Regions from separate parts of the Mus musculus genome. Here regions 2, 3 and 4 are each linked to region 1. The links are chromatin contacts, called in public HiCAR-type and HiChIP or PLAC-seq maps. All regions are on one chromosome and are shown on one strand. Each heading gives the region's core, a stretch centred on a gene start, on an enhancer-like site or on the middle of the called end of the contact. The rest is flanking DNA. Distances are from core to core; before and after follow the strand shown. Region 1 holds the start of Pantr2 (POU domain, class 3, transcription factor 3 adjacent noncoding transcript 2). Region 2 has its middle 32 kb from the start of Gm35935. Region 3 has its middle 79 kb from the start of Gm35935. Region 4 has its middle 140 kb from the start of Gm39631.

What was found. HiCAR-type assays count read pairs that join an accessible place to other places. HiChIP or PLAC-seq counts read pairs in DNA pulled down with a chosen protein or histone mark.
Region 2: a contact with region 1 is called in a HiCAR-type map of astrocytes, with 9 times the contacts expected there. The contact joins the enhancer-like site here to the promoter of Pantr2 in region 1. A contact is called at or near these places in 4 of 39 promoter capture datasets (the 3T3-L1 cell line, the HPC-7 cell line, hippocampal neurons and 1 more) and 7 of 115 datasets of contacts at active chromatin or transcription factors (astrocytes, differentiating embryonic stem cells, embryonic forebrain and 4 more).
Region 3: an H3K4me3 HiChIP or PLAC-seq map of embryonic forebrain shows a contact between it and region 1, with 11 times the contacts expected there. The contact joins the enhancer-like site here to the promoter of Pantr2 in region 1. A contact is called at or near these places in 3 of 39 promoter capture datasets (the C10 cell line, hippocampal neurons and liver), 3 of 484 Hi-C or Micro-C datasets (cerebellar granule neurons and cerebellum), 4 of 115 datasets of contacts at active chromatin or transcription factors (differentiating embryonic stem cells, embryonic brain, embryonic forebrain and 1 more) and 1 of 9 other capture datasets (embryonic stem cells).
Region 4: an H3K27ac HiChIP or PLAC-seq map of differentiating embryonic stem cells shows a contact between it and region 1, with 17 times the contacts expected there. The contact joins the enhancer-like site here to the promoter of Pantr2 in region 1. A contact is called at or near these places in 6 of 39 promoter capture datasets (the 3T3-L1 cell line, cranial neural crest, frontonasal cranial neural crest and 2 more), 6 of 484 Hi-C or Micro-C datasets (cumulus cells, embryonic fibroblasts, embryonic stem cells and 3 more), 15 of 115 datasets of contacts at active chromatin or transcription factors (craniofacial prominence, differentiating embryonic stem cells, embryonic brain and 10 more) and 3 of 9 other capture datasets (embryonic stem cells, embryonic tail and embryonic trunk).

The regions. Positions count from the first base shown.
Region 1 is chr1:42,712,129-42,714,828 of GRCm38.p6, reverse strand. Pantr2 (POU domain, class 3, transcription factor 3 adjacent noncoding transcript 2) reads left to right here and starts at 1,375. Exons shown (of 4, transcript NR_110495.1): 1 at 1,375-1,474; 2 at 2,524-2,626. The region is part of intron 1 of Gm46091 (predicted gene, 46091); the gene reads right to left.
Region 2 is chr1:41,604,195-41,606,894 of GRCm38.p6, reverse strand. No RefSeq gene overlaps it. Among named protein-coding and RNA genes, the nearest start is that of Gm35935, 32 kb to the right of the region's middle. Within about 2 kb of position 1,309, at least 27 of the 459 cell types and tissues checked have an H3K27ac peak or open chromatin away from gene starts, as enhancers often do. A contact at or near this core is called in astrocytes, embryonic forebrain, neural progenitor cells and 1 more, where this site is marked.
Region 3 is chr1:41,651,521-41,654,220 of GRCm38.p6, reverse strand. No RefSeq gene overlaps it. Among named protein-coding and RNA genes, the nearest start is that of Gm35935, 79 kb to the right of the region's middle. Within about 2 kb of position 1,375, at least 64 of the 459 cell types and tissues checked have an H3K27ac peak or open chromatin away from gene starts, as enhancers often do. A contact at or near this core is called in embryonic brain, embryonic forebrain and stem cell-derived neural progenitor cells, where this site is marked.
Region 4 is chr1:41,389,134-41,391,833 of GRCm38.p6, reverse strand. No RefSeq gene overlaps it. Among named protein-coding and RNA genes, the nearest start is that of Gm39631, 140 kb to the left of the region's middle. Within about 2 kb of position 1,448, at least 108 of the 459 cell types and tissues checked have an H3K27ac peak or open chromatin away from gene starts, as enhancers often do. A contact at or near this core is called in craniofacial prominence, differentiating embryonic stem cells, embryonic brain and 6 more, where this site is marked.

The DNA.
Region 1 (2,700 bases), core at 126-2,625:
TGAGAGTGTGGATAGAGTTGGGGAAAGGACTCTCCGGAGCCCAGCCTGGGCACCTCACAGGTCCTAACCTCCACCCACTTTCAACTTTTTGCTGTTCCCGTTAGATGGCGCTCAAGACTTTCTAACCATTTGTGAAAGTGCTCCTGGTCCGGAACAAAAAGAGCCTTATCGAGAGAGAGAGTGTGGAGTGGGCGTGAGCGGGGGGGGGGGGGGGGGGGCTGGGGGGGGGGATGTGGGGGTGAAAGCACACCAGGGCGCGGGCGTCGCCTGGCACCAGGAGGAGCGGTCACGGGTCAGCTGGCCCCGGGCGGGGGTGCATCCCAGGCAGGGCCTCCTCCGCAGCGGGCCCAGAACTTTCTCTGCTTCCTCTTCCTTTCCCATTCCGCTTTTCTCCTGGTCCCTGCTGAGCAGTTGGCAGATGGGTTTCGGCCTCCGGAAGGCCGAGGACTGCACATCTATGCAGGCCCTCCGTGCTCTGGAAGAAAGAGGCCTGGAATTGAGCAGTGGCGCTGGGGTTCAGACCAATTCTCCCCACGAGTACCCCCACAAGGGTTCTGAGTTCTCAAGCTCCAGCTCTGCACATCAGCCATGGGACAGGTGCAGGTTTTGTTTTAGGCTCTCAAAGTGATGTTTCTAAGTTCCCCGAGTGCATGTTTCAAGCAATACAGAGCAAACTTTCTGGTCCCCGGGCGGATGACGCCTGAATGAAGTCAAACCACCGTCCTTTTAAAACTATAAAATGAAAGAAACTAATGAAAGGCCCTGGAAACCCTGAAGCATTAGATGTGACCACTTATTTTTAAATAATTATGCGACGAGTGATCGGGGCTTCCAAAGCTTTCCAAATATCTCTTCTTTCGCAGTCTCTAGGAAGTGTCTTGACTGTAGGCGAGCGGGTACTCTGATCTTTCCCTTCCCTTCCCTTCCCTGTTCGCCCAAGTGTTCAGGAGCTGTGTGCCCGGTTACCCCTAGGACCGGAGGGAGCAGACACCTTCCTTTGTGAGTCCCCCTGGCTGGGAACTTTCCCGCGCGGCGGGTTCCCCTTTAAGAAAGTAGCGATTGCTATGAATATTTAATGCGGAGCTGGAGCCCGTCGGGCCGAGGGGAGACCCGGCCCGCGCTCTGCGGCCGGGGCGTAGCTCTAGCTCATCCCCCACCAGTTCAGCCACGGTAGGATGAGGAGGATGAGGGTTTGCGGGAGGAAAAGCTTTGGAGAGATGGGGTGCGGGACTATGGAACCCGCTTGAGTCCAGTAGGCCAGCGCGGGTCATTTCCATAAGAAAGCCGCAACCCAGCTGGAGGCTGCGGTTCTTCATGGCCTCCCTGCCCCCACCATCATTGGCAGCGTGTCGCGGGCTTCTCTGCAGCCTAGATCTAGGCGACTGGTGTGGATTGGTGTTGATGAGATGTGGCTTCCAGCGTTGCCCGACTCAGACCTGTTTCCAGTCTGGATGGAGCGGACCGACTGTGTGGGGTGAGTCCAGGGTGCGGCGGAGCCAGTAAGAGTTGAGGAGAGCGCGGGGAAGCTAGTCCGTAGTGGGCACCTCGGATTAGGAAGTCCTGAGAAGTACTCTGAAGCGGGGTGTGAAGAGAGAGTACTGGGAGAAGGCCTAGGAAGCTAAGCCGTCCTTGCTGCCCCTCTCAAATCCCCGGAGCTTTCGCTTTCAGTGGGTGACCCTCTTCCAGCGAAGGGATGGAAAGTGAACTTGGTCGGGCATTTGATCTAGCTAGCAAAGCGGTTCTTTTCTGTGTACATTGAGTACATTGAGTTTCTTCTCTGCTTTCAAGAGCCCACGCACGATGGCCACGCATCTTCAGGTCTATCAAACACACACACACACACACACACACACACACACACACACACACACACACATACACACACACATCTAGAGAAATTAAAACCTAGATCTATAGTGTTCAAAAAAAAAAAAAAAGCAAAGCAGAGGAGATAATGTGTGAGACAGCCGTCTTCACTTTGCCTTCTATTGGGAAAAGTTGCCTGAGAAGGAATAACTTCCCTTTTATGGATTCTGAACCACCTGTACTTTGCTACAAAGCTTAGTTGGGTCACAAATAAAACACCAGTTACATCGAGCAATGAAACCAATTACAACTATTAACAACTTTATTACTTATGATTAGACTTGAGAACTTTAAACTCAGACAATATGATCGAGTTATTTTTCAAACCAGCTAAGATTTTTACACCATCCCTCCCCACTCCACTTCCTACCCCTGTCCCCAAGAAGTAAGAAGAGTAGAAATGATATTTCAGGGAGTTTGTATGTATCCGTGGTCAATATTATATTTGTTTCTTTTAGTAAAGTTTGTTGCTTCTTGTACCTAATGGTACCTTGATTCCTGATTCTGTCGAGTTATGGAGAGCATAATTGAAGATGGCTGGTTACAACCGACTTGGTTTGGATGTGGAATTGGGGCAAGCACTCTCTCCCAGTACTCTAGTAATGCTGAAAACCCAAATCTATTTAAAAGGACAAGTTGTTTTAACTTCTACCACAGATGGGGTGAGAGGAACAAGTGAAACTCAACAGCTAAGGAGAAAATGAAGAACTAGTGCTACGTTTTCCACGTTCTTTTTGCTCCGGGGTTGACATGGCATTTGGTGAGTCTTTCCTGAGACTGTGGCTGTCTGGAGAGGGGAAAGTATCAGAGAAGTTTTACCAGTCTTAAGGCTAC
Region 2 (2,700 bases), core at 60-2,559, 1.1 Mb after region 1:
ACCTCCTGACTGATGTCACATGACCAGGCAGCTTATGCGCCTCTGCCAAGACTTTCCATGAAGGATTGTAATCCCCAACCTCTAGCCAAAATACTCCGCCGCCCCCCCCCCCCCACTTAAGTTGCCTTTGTCACGGAATTCTACCACAGCAATAAGAAAACTGATTAATGTCACATCTGTGCTGATAAGACAGTTACTAAGACAATTCTCTGGGTCCATCTAATTTACAGTAAAGTTAGGTTTTGGTGATTTAAGAATAAAAAATATTTGGTTAAATTATCTTTAAAAAAAAAGAGTATACTGAGGTGGAGAGATATTGAAATGTTTTTAGCCGTAATGATAGGGATCAAATCAAGGCTTTGAACATACTAAGCCATTTTTCTACCAATATGATACAGCTTCCTGTTTTCTCAAGAAGAGTTATCACAGTGCAGACCCAGGCTGTCCTTGTCTGGATTGTCCTGCCTCAGCCCTTGGCACTGAAAATAGGGATTTGCCACCATGCCTAACATGGCAGACAACCCTAAGTGCTGCCTATTTCCCACATGTTTGCCATTTAATATTTATTCTGCTTCTTTTCTTCTTCTTCCTGTGACTGGAGTCAGTTAGCTTCCTTAAATGGCCAATTTTTAAACTCTTGAGTGTCATTTCGATCCATGTATTGGCTACTTTCCCATCCTTTCTAAACATAAGTGCTTAAATTTAATAAAATGCATGGCTTCCCATCTGTGTTTTAATATCAGACTTCTAGGGAAAGCAACATGTGAAGTATGTTAAAGGCTGTGAGGAAACATGGTCATGTTGGAAGAAAATTTTTGTTTTTGCAATGAAGGTCGGAAGGAGAAGCAAAGCAGAGAGGCTCCAGTGCCCCTTTCTGGGCTCTGCTTTCTCTGCAGCTGCGTGGAGGTGTGAAAGGCAGCCAACACTCTCCCATTGAACTGGGAAGGGCATAAATTCAAGCCACGAATGTGTGAACTGCATTGTCCTCTCTTTGTGAGCCTCTATGAATGCTACCCAGTTGTAAGCATTTAATTTCATTCTGTAATAATTCAGTTGCCAAAGTCTTTGTCCTTGCTTCCTAACATATGCCCCAAGGCTTGTTTCAAGCAGACAGATGCCATTAAATATGTTTATTAAGCTTGAAGACAGAAAATACTTCCTAAACTCCATGTACACGTAGAAATACAGATTCAAATTTTGATGGAATATCCCCTTAAGAAAGGATTGCATTGATTTCTATTTAGTATCAAATCATAGGCTTCTATAATTTTAAGAACTAATTAAACAGATTGAAAGTAGTGCCTGTGGCTTAATCCTGTGATAAATCTGCATGAGTCCCAGACACTGGGGTAGCTCTCCATTGAATTTGCTTCAGATCCACAAAACAAACTAAGTTCTGGAAGAGATACTTATTGTTTAATTATGGTTTAAATATATACACTAAAGCAATAATTTGAGTAAACAAGAATTGCAGGCTATTCACGGATGTGTGAGAAAAGGAAGACGTATGAACCACGTATACTGTAGTTCTTCCTAAGAAGAAAGTTCAATGGGTAGGTTAAAATTGGCCAAATTCCTAAGCAGTGAGAAAATCTCTCACTGGTTTCCCATTGATAGGCAATGAAAGAACCAAACTTGGAAAGCAATGTGGTTTGGGAGGAATCGCTGAATAGAAGCCTCAGGGGCATGCGGTGTTCGGGAGTTGGCATGTTGTCCAGTTTTGTCCAATTATCAATACATGAGAGGGATTAGCTGTCGGTAATGGCGCGATGAATAAAAGACTCAGGTCATAAGCAGTGAGTTTAGAAAAGTGAGAGCGTACTTCGCGGGGAAAAGCCTTTCTAAATTAGCAATAAAATGAGATGATTAGGTTAACTGTTTCGTTTCTAAAGTAGATAAATCCTGGTGATGGGAATCATGCCCCGATTGGCCCGTCCAGGTTCGTCCAACTTTCGTTTTTTTGCTGCGAAGTAATCACTGGAGCCTCCACATCGTCAGTGACAGAAAACTCAAGGCAAATTTTCAAGAATCCATGGGAAACCGTACTGCGACCTTGAGAAGAAAAGGGGGGAGTGGAGGGAAATAAGAATCTGAATAGTTAATAGAAAGTTTAGATTCAGATTAATGATTTGCTTTGTCTAAATGCTAGCACTGGTATTCACATGAAAATCCTCACTTAAGAACATAGTTAGGATGCATCAATCCTCAAACGCTGTATCTCAGAGATAAATGGAAAGCCATTGAGCCCCCAAAGTGTTGATTTATGGCTAACAGCACCTGAATGCCCACATTTCATCATCATTCTAGGGTATCATCATAAAAGGGAAGAATGGGCATTATGGGTAATTATGAAGAGCAAAAAGAAATATGAATAGAAATGCATTTGGAAACTTTTGTGATTATGCATAATAGTCACTCACAGTCACAAAATAAATTAAAAATAAGATAGAAGAAACTTTTACAGTCTTTGTCAGTCATTCCAAATTAACCTTTATTCACAGTGCTTGAACTGATAATGTTTGCACCTGGGAAGTGATCCAAACTTAATTTGGGGTGTTGTTAACAAAAGTCATCTAATGTCATTAAGACTCCCAGTTATCTCTAAAATATTACTGACAAAAAAAAGGGATAATTGGAGCCTTTGCAGATATGCAAAAATTCTCCCCCTTTAAGAGTTTTCTACAAACACGAGAAAACACA
Region 3 (2,700 bases), core at 126-2,625, 1.1 Mb after region 1:
CCTAATATCTAATAAAATTTAATAACTGTTGAATGGTTATCGGGAAGTCATAAGACATCTCAGTCAGTCTTCTTCCTGAATAGAGGACAGTTGATAATCATATGATCTGTCTTTTCTTTTTAATTTTTGCCACGAAAGGTCTAAATAGACCATCGTGAATACATGGAATTAAGATCTTTTTGTCTTTTCGGGTGCCAATAGACCTGATAAAAATTAAATACATTAAGAGGGAACAAAAATTACCTTAACATTAATTTTAATTATTACTGGTCATTTCAGATTTTTTATTGCATTTCACTCACTTGGTGACTGTATTTTCTTATTTTTGGTACAAATGTAATCATTATTCTATTATCATATGAAGAACAGCAACTCACCTTTCCCTGTACAAATGATCTTTTTATTCTGCTTTTTACAGAAAGAATTATTTAGGGATCTGAAATTATCTGACACAAAATGTCTCCTTGGAATTTTTATAAAAAGTAAAAATATGTCTAAAATATTACAGTGTTTATATTCTATTTTACATGGCTAAGCTTTTTAGATATTCTCATGAAGGTGGAGCTTGATGCATTTTCTAATATCAATCATTGATAATTTTAATCTGACATATTATTAGTAGTTAAAACCTGATCCTTCTGCATTGAACAAGACCACAATTTCTATTGATTCACTAAAACTAACCAAATCTGCTAATACCTTCTCTGACAAATAACCTAATTTGTTGTGTATATATCTTGATACTCTCATAAAAAAAATTCAATAATGCTACTGGGACAGAAAGGAACTTTTAGAAAATAAACAACATCCCCGTGTACTGTTCCAGTTTCACCAAAGTGTTTGTGGCAAAGCTGTACTTGTTTGCTTATAGATCTCCCCCTCCTCGTCCACTTTCACTATCAGCTTTGAAAATTCAAAAAGCTCTGTTCCATGATCCCATATTGGCTAGGCTCCAAAGGAAAGCAATGTTTCACTTGTAAATACCCATGACATGACTCTGTCTGATAGGAAGACCTGCGAATCTCTGCTACATCCAGCAAGTCTGTGTTCTGTGCTTTCCAGACAAAAAATTTGTAATTCATATTTCCTTAGGCCAGAATTCTGAAATGAATGCCCAAAAGGGATGTTATTTGTATAAGAGGTACTTGCAAATATGCCGTCAGTTCTCCTTTGAGTAGGGCTCTTCTGTCTTAGACCAGACTCTTTGTCAAAGGGGACCCTGTCACTTGTCCTGGTAGTTAAAATGTAGAAACAAAATCTCTCCTTGGACTGAGTCTTCACATTTTGAAAAATTGCCACAGCGAATTCCCCAGCCTGCCAACTTGGCAGATCCTGAGCTTGAAGCTGGAGGCAAGCCAGGCATCAATGGCACATTCCAAACCCCTGAGTCAGCACCAGGGCTGCCATTTTCTGTCTCATGTGCAGGAAGGCATGCCACTCGTGTCGTGAGCCAAGCCCGCATCTCCATTGTGAAACCCAGACAACTTTCACATTGTGACTCTGTAACCTAGAAAAGGGAATACAGGAAATGGGTGAGTTTTAATCAGTTCTGATATGGGAGAACTCCTTAAGTTGGATGCATTTGAACTCCTCCGTTTTTCCAGAAAGTGAGCTAGAAGTCTGAATAATTTTTTTTTTTTGGCTTAAGTTGTAAAACACAGGTCCTGACCCCTTGTCGTCATTAAAGATCCCATGGGCTCTTTTCAAAGGACTAAGGGGGATTAACCTTTCTGTTCTGGCTAAATTCCTAATTGGATAATTACATTCTGCCTCCCTAAATTATCCCTGTAGCTCCAATTGGATATGGAATTTTCACTTCCTGTCATAAAAGGTTGTGGGGTGTTAGGACATTTCACCCTGGGGGTGATGCCAATTAAGTCGTTAGTGAGGTGAAATCTGTATGAGGTTTGTCTTTCTTTTTACCATCCCTTTCCCCACCTCCTTATTTGGAGTTTAAAATGTGTGGAAATCACTCAGTCATTCATAATGAAAGGGATGTCATACGTTAGCAATGCTGCTTATCGTCACCTTATTTCTAAGAATATAATAAAAGCAGTCAATAATTGATAAGCGTCTGCGGGAGCACTATCATTCCACTGAACAAAAGCATTGTTTGAGATGCTGCTGTCCAAACCCACGAGGAAAGGGTTTCTGAGGCAAGTTCACACACACGGGTATTTTTGTTCGCGAAGTCTGGGGCGGCTCCCGGAGACTGTTCAGAGCCTTTGTGGATTGTTGGCTCAGCATTCACTGAAACATTTAGGCCCAGGGCCAGGGCCAAGGGGAGCCAGTGTCTCTCCTGCATATGGATGTGGGCATTAACTGCATTAATGGTGGGTAGATTACACATGCTCTTGGTTTGGAAAGTAAAGGTCACACATCAGTCTCTTCAGCTGTATTTATCCACACTGAAAATCATGGCCCATAGAATCACCCTTGAACCTCAAAAGTAACACAGCCAGCAATACCCTATACTTACCCAGAGGTGAAGAAAAATTAACAGCCGGCTTGGACTCCTTATTTATTTATGCTTTTGCTGTTAGATTGGTCAAAAAGAGCTTTTGTGGATCAACTATAATCATGTGTATAGTTTGAAATAGGTTGTTTCACTCAAAGATACTACAATGGGTTTTCTAGTTCTATCACAGGACATGTGATTTCATTCTTTAGAAACAGCTGTTTAATGGTTATATACCTAAA
Region 4 (2,700 bases), core at 199-2,698, 1.3 Mb after region 1:
GACCCTTTTTAATGGAGTGAACCTTGTCAGGCAAGATTGACATTCATCACATTCAGTTTACTGCCACTTGGCTCTTGTAATTTCCATGTATCCACAATGTTCCTTCAGTCACAGGTGACTGAAAATGTCTTGGATAGAGTGAAGCCTTCCTCATAAACTCTCCCACCATTCAGCAAGGGAAAGGTAAAATGAGGGAGGGAGGGAGGGAGGAAGGGAGGGAGGGAGGAAGGGAGGGAGGGAGGGACAGAGACAGAGACAGAGAGAGAGACAGAGACAGAGAGGTAAACAGAGAGAAATACAGTCACACACAGAGACAGACAGAGAGACAGAAAGAGACAAACCAAAGGAGAGACAGACAGACAGACAGTGAAAGAGAGAGAGAAGAGGAGGAAGAGGAAGAGGAAGAAGCAGAAAGATAAAATTTTGGATTACATAGCAAACAGACACATGAAAAAGATAAAACCCTCATTTGTGCATGCCTTCTTCTCTATCCTGCCACATGTGGACTGACCTCTTAGCGAGAATCTTTGTTTTGCATCCCAATTTTGACCTGACTCTATGTTCATAAACTTCTCATGTCCTGCCCATTCGGCCCGGTGCGTTGTTGGTGTTCCTAATTCTCACATTCTCAGGCAGGAGCAGAAGCTCCAGTGCGAGGAAGAAACCTGACCATAGCAAAGCTGGATTGTTATAATTAACCTCTAATCCCGCATTGGACAATGCTGACAAACATTTACACAAATGTTCTTAAATTTGCCCGATTTGCTAGCAAATTTCACACCTCGTGAAAATTATGCATAATTTAATAGAAGCATCTTTCCAAAGGGCAAAAAAAAATACTTTTCAGAAAATTCATGTTGTCTTACTCCTTGTCACTTCTTATCTGCAAATTAGAAATCTCACGCAATATCTGTGACTTCCTTCAAATGTTTTAGAACTCGGAAACTCAGTACTTGTAACTTTGGCTGGAAACATGAAAATAAGCCTAGCGTGGAATGCCCTCTTCCTTTATAGAGGGCTGGCAGGGCTTGCTTTTCACTGTGGGAGGAATCCATTCTTTGTAGAATATTCCCACACATGTCTGTGTCTCTTTCTCAGAGTGGTGCCACAAAGGATATGACCCCTTTGCTCCCAGTAACCTTTCATGGTGCTGAATCGCCTGGACGTTGGTGCCAGTCAGCACGATTTGATTTGCTATGGTAAGAATAAGATTATATCTAAAGGCAGAGGATGTCATTTCCAGGTTCAATGAGCACAGATTTAGAACTAGTCCTCCTTTTGACCCTCGGGATTCTCTTGAACTCTTGTACCTTTGACAGTGTTTGTGAATGACTGAATTCATGGAGACTCGAGGTTATTTTAATGACAATGGCCCCACAAGGACAAAGGGAGAAGGCAGGGTCCCTTTCCAGAGTCCACTTCCTTCCTGGCAGCTGGCTGCAGAGTGAATTCCTGAGCATGGTCAAAGGCTGAGAGCTGCTGTGTGTCTGCAAGCCTGCTGCTGCTACTGATCTGTGAACATGACATGCCTGAGAATATCACGTCTCCATGGCAACAGCAAACAAGGAGCTAGATTCCATTAGCGGCAGGGACCCAGTGAGTCAAACAGATAATGTTCTGGGCCTGGCCAACTGCCCACAAAGGCGTATGTGAAAGTTGGTATGAATTAACTTTCGCTCATTAGGACAGCCTGGGTAGAAATTCTCTCTCTTTTTGGTGACTTAAGTCCGTATATTTATGGCATTTCTTAAATAAACACTTAAAGCCCATTAGCCAGTCCATTCCCAGGAAAGCACATTTGGAATTGCTTTATAGTTTTCCAAAATACTCAGGATTTCCACGCTTTATCTGATAGGGCTCCTTTTTTTTTTTCTAGTTTATTTTTAATCTCCTTTCCCTGCAAATTAGTGACAGAAAATGGCAAAGTTGACACTGTGTTTATCATCAGATGTTTTTCCTTGAGACCTCCAGAATAAGGTTAAAACAAGCAGCATTCCTGATTGCAATCAATCAGGGCTGTTAAGATTGTTTTTTAAGGCTAGGACACCTGCCTTATAGGAAAGGGGAAAGTTAAGCCCTTTGATGCTTGCAGCACAATGGAGGGAAATCTGTTCCAGATAGGATCAAAGACTCTCATGTCATACTCATGCAGTTAATAGCTTTTAAATCATATGTGGTACCTATCTCCTAGTATCCTAATTTCAAAAGGTGAATGACTCATCCTCAGAGGAAAACATGGCTGCCTTCTGCACAATGAGTTTCTGGGAGGAGTAAAGATGGAAGGATGGTTAGGTTTGAGATGTGACTCCGAAGTAGAGCACTTTGGCTGTAGGGCTTGTTTGATCTCCAGCACAGAAAGGAAGAGACAAAGGGAGAAAGAAGGAAGGAAAGGAAGGAGGGAGGGAGAGACAGAGGGAGAGAGGAAGAGAGGGAGAGAGACAGAGAGAGAGAAGAGAGAGAGAATTCTAACAGCACACAGGAACTTGACAACCTGTTTTTACTGGAGACCTCAGTTCTTGCCCTTGATCCATGGAAGCTCCTTCTAATTCGGTCTGTATCAACCCCATAAAATTTGGTCGTGTGAGTGACAAGAGGCCATGATGGTTATGGAGATCATTATTGACCTGAGGAGAACTGGAGATATCGAGTTCCAGCTGCAAAAGAAAACCTGATACCGTCTACGGACCACGGGGGCCAGAC